2 separate regions of the Sus scrofa genome follow, and region 2 is linked to region 1. A link is a contact called in public HiChIP or PLAC-seq data. All regions are on one chromosome and are shown on one strand. The core of a region is the stretch at or near the end of the contact, and the rest is flanking DNA. Distances in the headings are between cores, read along the strand shown.

Region 1 (5,535 bases), core at 122-2,621:
TAGCATGTCTAGTCCCTAAGAATCTTAGATGAGCCAGGTGCAAGTGAAGGGAGAAGTGGCTATCTCTAGAAGGGGCTGGGGTTCCAGACTTTGAGCAAATTGTAATTTTAGTCTTGAAATTTTAATTTAGTACTAAAATTATAATTTTCAGTCTGGAAGGAGAAAAATAATCGAAAGAAGATAATAACACAGGTGTTGGTGGAGAAGGGGGTATTCATTAGCATTGTACCTAAAAGAATAGGTTGTCAGCTGTGTTAGGTTGGTTGTTTCCTGTATGAGGCTTTTTTGAATTTTTCGCCCTAGCTGGCTGACAAGAATAATCTCTTTGTTCACTTCTTGGCCTCGCTGAGTTCACTCCCTATTGAACTGACTCCCTATTGGTTGGATGAAGAAAAGGATATTACTTATGGGAATTTTATTCATCTAAAGGGCTTAGGAAGTGGAGGTAGAGAAGTTTAATGAACTTCAATCCATTTGCATCTAATTTGTAAATTCTAAGAAAGGGCCATGAGGAAATTTTGCATTTTCTTTTAGGTTCGGACCCTGCGTGTCAAAAGTAAGACAGCGACCCTCAGTCCATACTTAGGTTTTTTTCTGGATGAACTGGAAAAAGTAGCTCCAATACTTGCTTCATCTAAATCTTTTTTCTACATCTCCACATTGAGATGTCAGGAATAGATACAGAATACAGATTACAGGATAGTTTTAGTAACAGTGGAGGGAGACCCCTAGTCAGTCCTTCTGTCCTCTGGGGTCAAACAGTTGTAGTGCATTAGAGGATATCCATGATTCTTCAGCAAATATATATATTGAAATTTCCAGTATTTCTGAGCAACTCCTGCGTGTTTAGTCTGGAGCTGAGTTGCGCATGCCACTTCGGTTTTTGCAGGCCTATCCTCCAGAAGATCACAGGCTACTGGGGAAACGTAAGTGATGACCCTGAAGCAAGTACAAAATGGTACATGAGAGCAAATGATCAAGCGTTTAAATGTAGTCAAGGGCCTAAAAATCTCACCTAGCCCATAGCAGTAGTGTGAAAAGATGAAGCGAAGGACGTATCAGTCCCTGCACCCGACCACCTCTGGTCGCAGAATCACAGTCGGCGCTAAGCCGCTGGGTCAGAAGCCAAGGGCCTGAGAGCCCGTGGGGCAGGGCCGCGGGCGGCGCCTTGCGGCGCGACCTCTCTTCTTGGCCCAGCTGAGGTCTCTTTAAGAATCGGAGCCCAAGGCAGGCCCAGCTGGTGTTCACGTGACTTGGCTCCGTGCAAACGCTCGCGGAAGTGGTACAGCCTCCTCTTCTGCCCGCGCGGGGTCTCCGGCCGCCGCGCGGGTCTCCCGGCGCCCCGCGGGGTGGGCTGGTAGGAGCCAGCACCGCCGGGGGCCCTGCAGCCGGTCGCCGAGATGGTGCAGTTGTATAACCTGCACCCGTTCGGGTCGCAGCAGGTGGTGCCCTGCAAACTGGAGCCTGAACAGTTCTGCGGTGGCGGACGTGATGCGCTGTTCGTGGCAGCAGGCTGCAAGGTGGAGGCGTTCGCCGTTTCGGGGCAGGAGCTGTGCCGGCCGAGGTGCGCCTTCTCAACGCTGGGCAGGGTGCTACGCCTGGCCTACAGTGAGGCAGGTGAGCAGCGGTGGGGTCAGGGGGCTCTTGGGCGCCGGGTTGGGGCCTCCTTTCTAGAGCACCGAGCGACGCCGACAGCTCTGGGTGGGGAAGGGACTTGGTGCTTGCGGAGGTTCTCGCCAGGTGGGGGCTAATGGAAGGTGTGCCGAGCTGTGCGGTTGTCCTGGCAACCACAGGTGTGAGCGTCTGGAGGGAGGGAGACGCTGATAGTTACTCCTCTTCTGGCGCCCTCAGGGGAAATTCCCTTGGTTGGGTGGCTGGATTCCACTCAACCCAGACACTTAAAACCAAACCAAATAGACCTCTTTTAGAATAGAAAACAAGTCCGTACAAAAGTAGGGAGAACACTCTCTTGAACCGCCCCACTTGCTCCCTCTTCAACAATTGTGCCTACTCATGGCCTGTCCCTTTACATCTATACATTTTATCTACCTCTTGTCGACTTTTGAAAGTTTACATTACATTTTGAATCTGTGTACGTTGAGCTCAGATCTTAGACCCCCTTTCACCCAAACAGGGTGCTAGCATGCAGTATTTTTCCATCAGAAAAGTGAAGCAGTATCAAGGGGGTACTGTGTGGGCATACTGCTATTTTAGAAAAATCCAATATTTCAAAATAGGTGCTTCTTTGTATAACAGAAGAATTCGTCATAGGATTCTTTTAACTGCCTAATACTGCACTTAAAATTTGAATCCTGATTTTAAAGAAGGTTGTAAATGTGTAAATTGCAGTCTTTAGGTGGAAAAGCCTGTGGCTCTGGTACTTACCAGTAAAATGGAGAGGATTGGAGATCTCTGGCTAATCTCTATTCTGTAACTGGTTGGGTGTGAGTTTATAGAAACTTTGGGGTCTCAGTTTTCATTAAAAAAAAAAAAAAACAAAACACTAAGTTGACTATTAGATCAGTGATTTCCAAATTTTGGAATTTTCTGGGTCGGCAAAAACTGGGGCTATTATACACAGTATTCGACTGTTCGTTTTGTCAAGTAAAGATATATATTTTTTTAAAAAAGTCCTACCATTTACTGTCATCATTATTTATAAAAGGAAAAACACTTAGCCACAAACATGTCTTTGCTTTATAAGCAGTTTACTATACTGTTTTTTTTCTTTTTGAAAAATGACTACATCAGCAGGGGCCTGCAGGTCCACAGACTAGTTTGAAAACCACTTATTAGATCTGTGAGTTCTCTTTCAGCAGAAGATTTTGATTTTGGTATTATTCTCCTAATCATTTCACAATAGTGGTAGTTTTCTCCATCCCACCTCCTTTTCATTTTTTATTTAAAAAAAATTTGGGGGGGAGTTCTCGTTGTGGCTCAGTGGGTTAAGAATCCAACTAGTATCCATGAGGAAGTAGGTTCAATCCCTGGCCTTGCTCAATGGGTTAAGGATCCAGCTTTGCCAAAAGTTGTGGCGTAGGTATCAGATGCAGCTTGGAGCTGGTGTGGCTCTGGTGTGGCCTTGCAGCTGCAGCTCCAATTTCACCCCTAACACAGAAACTTCCACATGTTGCAGGTGTGGCCCTAAAAATTTTTTTTGGGAGGTGGGCATGCCCATTGTATGTGGAAGTTCCTGGGCCAGGGATGAAAACCAAGCCATAGCAGTAACCAGAGCCATAGCAGTGACAGTGCTGGATCCTTAACCTGCTGAGCCACCAGGGAACTACCACCTCCTCTTTAGAGTTAGGCATTCTCACCTTTAAGAGCTCTATTGAGTGGCAAACTCACCAGTTTCAACATTAGTATGTGTTTGTGTTTTGGGGGGTGGGGAGGATAGACAGACAGATACTATGTTTACATGGTTTGCTTCATTCTTCCGAAAGGACATGTCATCTAGAATTGGAAGTGGCAGGCATTATGTAAACCTCTAGCTTTGTTTGTCGTTAGTGGTGTTTTGGGGGGGAATCCTTTGATGCCACTACTTGTGTCTAAGAGTCACCTGAGGGAGCTTTAAAAAACCAATTCCAAAACCACAGCCTCAGAGAAACAATGTCAGTTTCCTGGGATGTGGCCCAGCATTGGGGTGATCTTGTGTTTAGTCAGGATTGAGAATCACTGATCTGGAGCCACACTGGCTGCTGTAAGCAAGTGAGTAGCGTGGTAGTGAAGCCTTGAAAAACAAAGATGTTTTTGTAATTCAGTTGGCTCTCTTAAAGTTTAGGAGTCATGTGATATGGCATTAACATGAGTCAGATAGCTCAAGGGTAGTTTTCAGTCCTCAGCTTGAACTTTGTCTGGATACACTTTCTGTCAATCCACAGATTTGATAGCTGTGCTGATATCCAGATAATTTGTCTTATACTTCTCAGCTTTTTCCCTTTTGTTGCCAAAATATGAGCTGCCTTTGTACACCAATGCCAAATAGAAATGCAGGAGACAGAGTTGGAGTATACAGAAAAAGTAGCTTTAGTTGCCAGGCAAAGAGGGAGCCTCAAGGACTGTGCCCTCCCTGCAGGTGGTAGGGCTCAAGGAGCGGGGTGTGATCAGCTCATGAACATTTTTGTGATTGGTTGGTGTTAAGGTAATTGGGAGTCAGTGTCATCAACCTTCAGGTTCCTACTGGTCTGGAGTCTACATGCTCATGGGCAGCATACAGTTAGCATCTTCCTCCTGGTGGGGGCTTCGGCACCTGTAAAACAGCTCCAAGGATGTAGCTCAGAATATTATCTATAGTCCTTGGGGAAGAACTAAAGGTCCTTGACTTTGTTGAATGGCTAAACTCTTATTTTCTTGCTTGACTGTTTTCCTTTTTCTCTGTATTTTCTCACTTCTTTTGACTAAAATTTTTCTATAGACAAAAAGACAGGCTGAGGACATGAGTAGGGGTCCACTCTGGGAAGGCTTCATAGGGTACTGCTCAGTTACACTTTGTTCTCTTTCCTTCCACTTACAGTAACTTAGATGTGGAGATTCTTTGCTCCAAGCAATGTCTTCCCCTGCTCCCACTCTGTCAAAGACAAAATGAATCTTAGTGATTTATATTTACTGTAAATGCTTTGCAGTCTCTTACCCAAGCAGAAAACGTTTACAGGTTTTTTGTGTTTTTTTTTTTTTTTGGCCTGTACCCACGTCACGTTCCTGGGCCAGGGATCGAACCTGCGCCACAGCTGGGAACTGAGCCAAAGCAGTGAAAGTGCTGAATCCTTAACCCTCTGTGCCACAAGGGGACTGCAACATTTTCAGTTTTTATTTTTTTTTTTTTAATCTCTAATTAGCAGGATGTCCTCCTTTCATAAATTTGGGGGTGTTAGAATACAAGTCAGGAATTTACTGGTGGTTCGGTGGATTAAGGATCCAGTGGCTGACTTGAGTTACTTCTGTGACCCAGGTTTGATTTCTGGCCTGGGAACTTCTACATGCAGTGGGCCCAGCCATATGTATATATCTGTATATGTCAGAATTTTGAAGGATGGGCTCCTAAATATCATCAGTAATGGAAGTTTAATTTCCGTTTTTTATGGTGAAGGGAGTGTTGCCACAACTCTGTGCACAGACACCAAATTGAATCTTGGAGACAGAGTTTTGGAAGGAGAATAAAATAACTTATTGTTTTGCCAGGCGAAGGGGGATACTTTGGGCTCAACCCTTCAAAAACTAGCTCAACCCTTCAAAAACTATGTTCCCACCAAGGACTGTTTGGTGAGGAGTTTTACGTGGTTCAAGGTCAGAGTTGCTGATAAGGATCAGAGTAGGTGCAGGGCCTGTATTCCTCTAATCTGCCCTCAGGGGGTCTCCTGAAGTGCTTCTCTGACCTCTCTGGAATGAAGAATGTTTCATCAAGTAGTTAATATCTTCCATTTATTGGAGGTCTTTTTTTTTTTTTTTTTTCCCCCTTTTTTGGCCATACGCTCGGCATGTGGAAGTTCAGGACCAGGGAGGGAATCTGAGCTGAAGCTGCAACCTACATCACAGCTG
Region 2 (5,680 bases), core at 3,024-5,523, 38 kb after region 1:
GTTTTTATTATGAGTAGGCAAAAAGGAAAATACATTAATTAGAATGACTTTGCAGAATGGAACTCAGGAGCTTGTAGAAAAAGTATTTTGAGATTTATGTCTTCTGGAAAGCATGATCTGTTTTATTATCAAATATGTTAGACATCCAAGCTTAAAAATGACAAATTTGAGGTTTCTTTACTTCCTTCCCTTTAGGCTTGACACCCAGCATTCCCACCTTGCCTTGCCGTACTATAAGATGTCTGGTTTGTCCATGGCTGAAGTTTTGGCCCGAGTGGACTGGGCAGTAGAGGATGGATCGCAGAAATACGAGAGGGGATTAATCTTTTACATTAATCATTCACTTTATGAAAACCTGGATGAAGAATTAAGTGAAGTGAATACAGTTTTCTATTTAGTTATATCTTTTAACTTTTCATTTTAGCCATTTATGTAATTCTGTTTAGAATCAAGTTCCAAGTGTTTTTCTTTGGTGTTATATTCCATGTTTTTGGTTTGTTTTTTGTTTTTTTTTAAAGATAACTATTGTGCCCTTTCTTCATTAAATACTCTTAAAGAATCATTGCTTGGAAAAGAACTTATAATCATCTTCACAAACTTTCTCATTATATTGTAACTTGCTTTTTTTTTTTCTTTCCTGGCTATGCCCATGGCATGTGGAAGTTCCTGGGCGAGGGATCAAACCTGCACCACAGCAGCAACCCAAACCACTGCAGTGACAATGCCAAATCCTTAACCTGCTGTCCTGCGAGAGAATTTCTCATTTCATAGACAGGGGAGTGTGGTCCATTGTGGTTGAGTGACCTGCCCGGTGTGACGGTGGCATGTCTTTAGAAGAATGACACAGAACCTGGGCCTTGCCTGTCTTTTTCTCATCGCAGCCCTTTTCACACCTCAGTTGCCCTACTCTCCATGTGTCCAGAGCTTTCCTTATGAAATCCTGCCCCAGTGACCGTTAGACATTATTAAGGATTATTTTTAGCCCTTCATGTATTTTTAAAGAGTTGAATACAAATAGGCAAATTTGGGTACTGTGACCAAAGGTTTTAAGGTTTTGAGATAGATGAAATTTCTCTTATAAATGTTAAGTATATTTTGTACTAAGCAGTAATTTTTTATAATAGACTTGCGAGTGTAATTTAATTCACTATGAGTTTTCTTCTTCTGAACTCTTGTTAATATTAGGAATGCTGGTCACAACTTAGTACACACTTTCCCTACTTTTTCTTCTCTATAACTCAGCAAAGAGATCACATCAGTTCATCTTAGGTCCCCCACGTTATCACCACCAACTCTCTTTTTAAATCAAAACATAATACTATAATTTTGTTGATTTGGAATATTTATATTTTGGGTTTTTTTAATCCTTTTTTGTTGTTGATTTTGTGACTTTCTATCAGCTGACTGACCTTTTATTTCTCATTTATGCTCACCAAAGGAACTGGCAGCAAAAGTGGTGCAGATGTTTCATGTGGCTGAGCCGAAGCAACTGCCGCATATTCTCTGCAGTCCTTCTATGAAGAATATTGATCCATTAACTGCCATAAGCTATTTAAGGAAGCTGGATACTTCTGGGTTGTCGTCAGTCTTAGTGACATTGACCAAGGCAGCAATGGCTTTGAAAATGGGAGATCTTGACATGCACAGAAATGAAATGAAAAGCCATTCAGAGGTACAGTGCCCTGCCTGATGTTAACAGCAGGCTTACATAGGACCTGGTGGTTCTGAGGTGTTTAGCTTTCTTTGGCTTCTGTGTAGCTCATTTTTTCTTCATTGTAATGGAAAATAAACAATATTAGAAAGGAGGTTTATGGAAAAATAAGGAATGTATATGTGGCTGGGTCACCTTGCTATATGGCAGAAATGAAGGAACATTATAAATCGGCCATACTTTAATAAAAATTTTTTTTTTTTTGTCTTTTTGCCTTTTCTAGGGCAGCCCCCACGACATGTGGAGGTTCCCAAGCTAGGGGTCTAATCGGAGCTGTAGCTGCCAGCCTACGCCACAGCCACAGCAGTGCCAGATCTGAGCGCTTCTGCAACCTATACCACAGCTCATGGCAATGCCGGATCCTTAACCCACTGAGCGAGGCCAGGGGCCAAACCCGAGACCTCATGGTTCCTAGTTGCATTCGTTAACCACTAAGCCACAACTGGAACTCCAAATAAAATATTTTTTAAAAGAGGAAAGGAAGTGACCAAAGTGGAGCACTTGGGCTTTTGGATTTGGCAAATTAAGAAGAATTATGAATGAAATATGGCAGCAATGGGTATCCAGTGTCAGGTATGTTCAGAGCACAGTGCTGGGATTGAGGAGTACATAGGCTCTGCTGTGAGCTGACAGACTGACCTGGCATGAGGGAATGGTGTGGTGTGTTCCTGAAAACAAAACAGTGATATATGATAATATATGCACGCATATATTATTTCAGCAAGCGGGATATTAAACTTGAGCCTTAGGAGTCCATTAGCTGCAGAAATAGCCTGCTCATGGGAAGGTCATAAATGACTGTATGGAGGATGGGGCATTTGAATGGTGTATCAGAAAAAAGCTGGCTTCCCTGGGAAGAGAGGCCATGTAGAAACATGAGCTAGAGGAAGAAATTAAGAGGTGACATTAATTGAGCACTTTGTTATGTCTCAGGCCTCTCCAAGAAGATCAGGAGTGCTTTACTGCTGTACAAATGCACATTTTGTTGTGATGAGGACAGCAAGTCAATGCCGAGATGTCTTTACTTTGAAGAGTAGAATTCTAGAAAGATGTATTTTTCATAATTTTGAAAAATCTTATATAGATCTAAAAAGAAAGCTTTCTACAAAATAGGACATCTTGATGTTTAATTAAGTCCTTCATCTTCTATAAAGACAATCATCAATGGTGTCCTTAAAACTTGACTTTGTAGTTAAAAAATTGAGATTTAAGTAAATTATCAGTGGCTTATCAGTGATTCTTGAATGCACTGGCATGTATTTTCAAGATGAATACAATATATATTCTGTTCTTAAATGTCTTTTTTATCTAAAGATGAAGTTGGTATGTGGCTTCATCCTGGAACCTCGGCTGTTGATTCAACAGAGGAAGGGACAGATGGTTCCAACTGAGTTTGCGGTTCACTTGAAAGAGACGCAGCCTGGGTTACTTGTGGCTTCAGTCCTGGGCTTACAGAAGAACAACAAAATTGCAATTGAAGAAGCAGATTCCTTCTTTAAGGTTTGCCACTCTGAAAATGTAATTGTTCTGGATGACCTGGTGAAGTTGGTGGGGGATGGGGAGCAGAATAAGCGAAGAGAGTCTTCATTTGTTTATTGAGAAATCTGACTTATCCATAACCATTTATAAAAGTACATATTTTTTAAAAAGTATCTAGAAAAATTTCATTCATGCAATCTGGAGTCTGTTAACTAAATTCACTTTTACCATGGCACTGATGCTAATGATAAATTATTGAATATGTAGTCCACATGATGGAGTGCTATTCAGACCATCTGAAACTTGATAGGTGCTATATTCATCTGAGATATGGGCGCTTGTTTCACTGTTCTCAAGGTGCTTTGCGGCAAGGATGAAGATACGATTCCTCAGCTCTTAGTAGACTTTTGGGAAGCTCTGCTGGTAGCGTGTCTCCCTGATGTGGTACTTCAGGAACTCTTCTTCAAGCTCACGTCACAGTACATCTGGAGATTATCTAAGAAGCAGCCTCCTGACACCATACCTTTGAGAACATCAGAGGACCTGGTAAGATGATGGAATAGTACAGTGAATTAAGCTTTATGTTCATCACACATTATGATAATGACCTTTCTTATTTTTAATGGCTTAAAATCAAACATAATTCATATTACCAGATACCATTTTTAAACAAGAGTTAAAAATACATTTAAAAATTATCTATGAGTGGGAGTTCCTTGGTGCTCCAATGGTTAGGATTCTGTGCTTTCACCACTAGCTGAGGGTTCAATTTCTGGTCTGGGAATTGAGATCCCACATCAAACCCCTGTACTCCATGGTCAAATTAAAAAAGAAATTGTCTATGAGTAAATTTGCCTACATTTTAAATAATTTTATATTCTAAAGAGAGCTGCCTACTGCTCCCATATTACTTGCTGTAGTAACTGGGTAGTCAATGTGTCAGGGAAGGGGCTTCTCCCCAGACCCATGTGTTGCTCCTTTAGGAGGTGCTCATGAAGTGGCAAATCAGAGGAGAGATATCTGTAGACCTCCCTGATGGGAGAGGAACTGCTAAAGTCTTGCGAGAGAGACTTCCATACCAGACTTCCACTTCCTGTCAGCTGCACAGACAAGAGCTATTCCACAGTCTGCGGAAGCCCTAACAACTCTGCTTGTACCCTTTTGGCACCTCCTCCCCACCACACAACCCCTTTGCCTCTCCTTTGATGCCATGTCTAATGAGGGTTTTTCTTAAAAAAGGGGGTCTTTCTGGGAATCATCTCAAACTTATAGAAGAGATTTTTGCCTTCCAAGGAAAGTAGTAGAAATAAAAATTTTTGAGTATTACTCTCAAATTTTTTTTGAATATAATTAGCTTAAAAGCAGTATTGCCCTTTTTGTTATAAAGTGCCTCTTTGTAGTCTTTTATTTAGTAACAGTGTATTCTGTGAGAAGCAGTAAGGCTGAAACTTTTTCTGAGACTTTCTTTGCATTCCTGGGAAATATATACCTAATTTTGCCACACAGCAGAAGGTTGGGAATTGCTTTTGGAGGGATGAATGAAGAAAGTCTTATTTTTTTGTATTTTATTTACAATGAATTTCTTTTACATTTTAGATAAACACCTGTAGTCATTATGGCTTAATTAATCCATGGGTTAATGTCTTACTATCATCCGATTCTTTAGAGGATAAAAATTTCATGGATGACCTTTCAAAATTACAGGTAAATAAAAATGCCTCTTTTTCTTATGAATATGCATATTATAATATTGTATAGGATTTAAATTTAGTGAGACACCAGCTGTTTTATTAATCTAGAGTGGAAGGCTGGTTTTGTCGCTGGTGGTGGATGAGTGAGCTTCACCAAGCCATGTGACTGTCTCACCTTATTTTCAGGATGTGTTTGACAATACTTTGTGAAATGAAAGTATGGCAGAAATGTTTAGTGGTGTTTCTATTGATGCAATTCACTTTTGTTTTAGTGTTCACTCACACAGTTTAGGCCTCTAGCCCAAGCCAAGCACTATATTTGTCTTAAAGGAAGTAGGTCAGAATAGTGAGCTTATCTGGCTTCTGAAAAGATCTTCTTAAAAAATAAGAAATATGATTGAGAGAATGTAGAACTTCCTGCAGGAATTCTGTCACTGTGTTTTGACTGGAAATGCGAAATAAAGTCCACATTTGACTTGGTGGATTGAGCTGGGCTAGAGGTAGATGTTCTTTTATTTTATTAAATGTAGTCACCAGCGCAAGGACTGAATATAATCCCCACATCTGTTTTGTTTGGTCTTTCCAGTGGAGCTGCCAACATATGAAAGTTGAGATTTCAAATTAAGAATTTTGAGTTCCAAGTTTCTCTTGAAAAACTCAGCAGAACTTTGATTCAGCAGTAACCCTGAGCTCTCACTGCCTGAGACCTGCAGGCTGGAGCCACCTAGTGGCTCCCTCCTTGGGCAGTGCTCATGCTCTCCTGTCTGACAGGCTAGTCATCTGTCTCCCTGGTGGAGAT

What was found. HiChIP or PLAC-seq counts read pairs in DNA pulled down with a chosen protein or histone mark.
Region 2: an H3K27ac HiChIP or PLAC-seq map of alveolar macrophages shows a contact between it and region 1, with 3 times the contacts expected there. The contact joins the enhancer-like site here to the promoter of HPS3 in region 1. A contact is called at or near these places in 1 of 5 promoter capture datasets (liver), 17 of 47 Hi-C or Micro-C datasets (alveolar macrophages, blood, brain and 8 more) and 2 of 2 datasets of contacts at active chromatin or transcription factors (alveolar macrophages and skeletal muscle).

Annotation. Positions count from the first base shown.
Region 1 is chr13:89,359,577-89,365,111 of Sscrofa11.1, forward strand. HPS3 (HPS3, biogenesis of lysosomal organelles complex 2 subunit 1) reads left to right here and starts at 1,372. Exons shown (of 17, transcript NM_001098588.1): 1 at 1,372-1,617. The coding sequence starts at 1,401.
Region 2 is chr13:89,394,783-89,400,462 of Sscrofa11.1, forward strand. It overlaps HPS3 (HPS3, biogenesis of lysosomal organelles complex 2 subunit 1), which reads left to right. Exons shown (of 17, transcript NM_001098588.1): 10 at 196-376; 11 at 1,439-1,672; 12 at 3,026-3,211; 13 at 3,548-3,736; 14 at 4,787-4,894. It also overlaps a transcript of CP not described here. Among named protein-coding and RNA genes, the nearest start is that of HPS3, 37 kb to the left of the region's middle. Within about 2 kb of position 4,274, at least 4 of the 83 cell types and tissues checked have an H3K27ac peak or open chromatin away from gene starts, as enhancers often do. A contact at or near this core is called in alveolar macrophages, where this site is marked.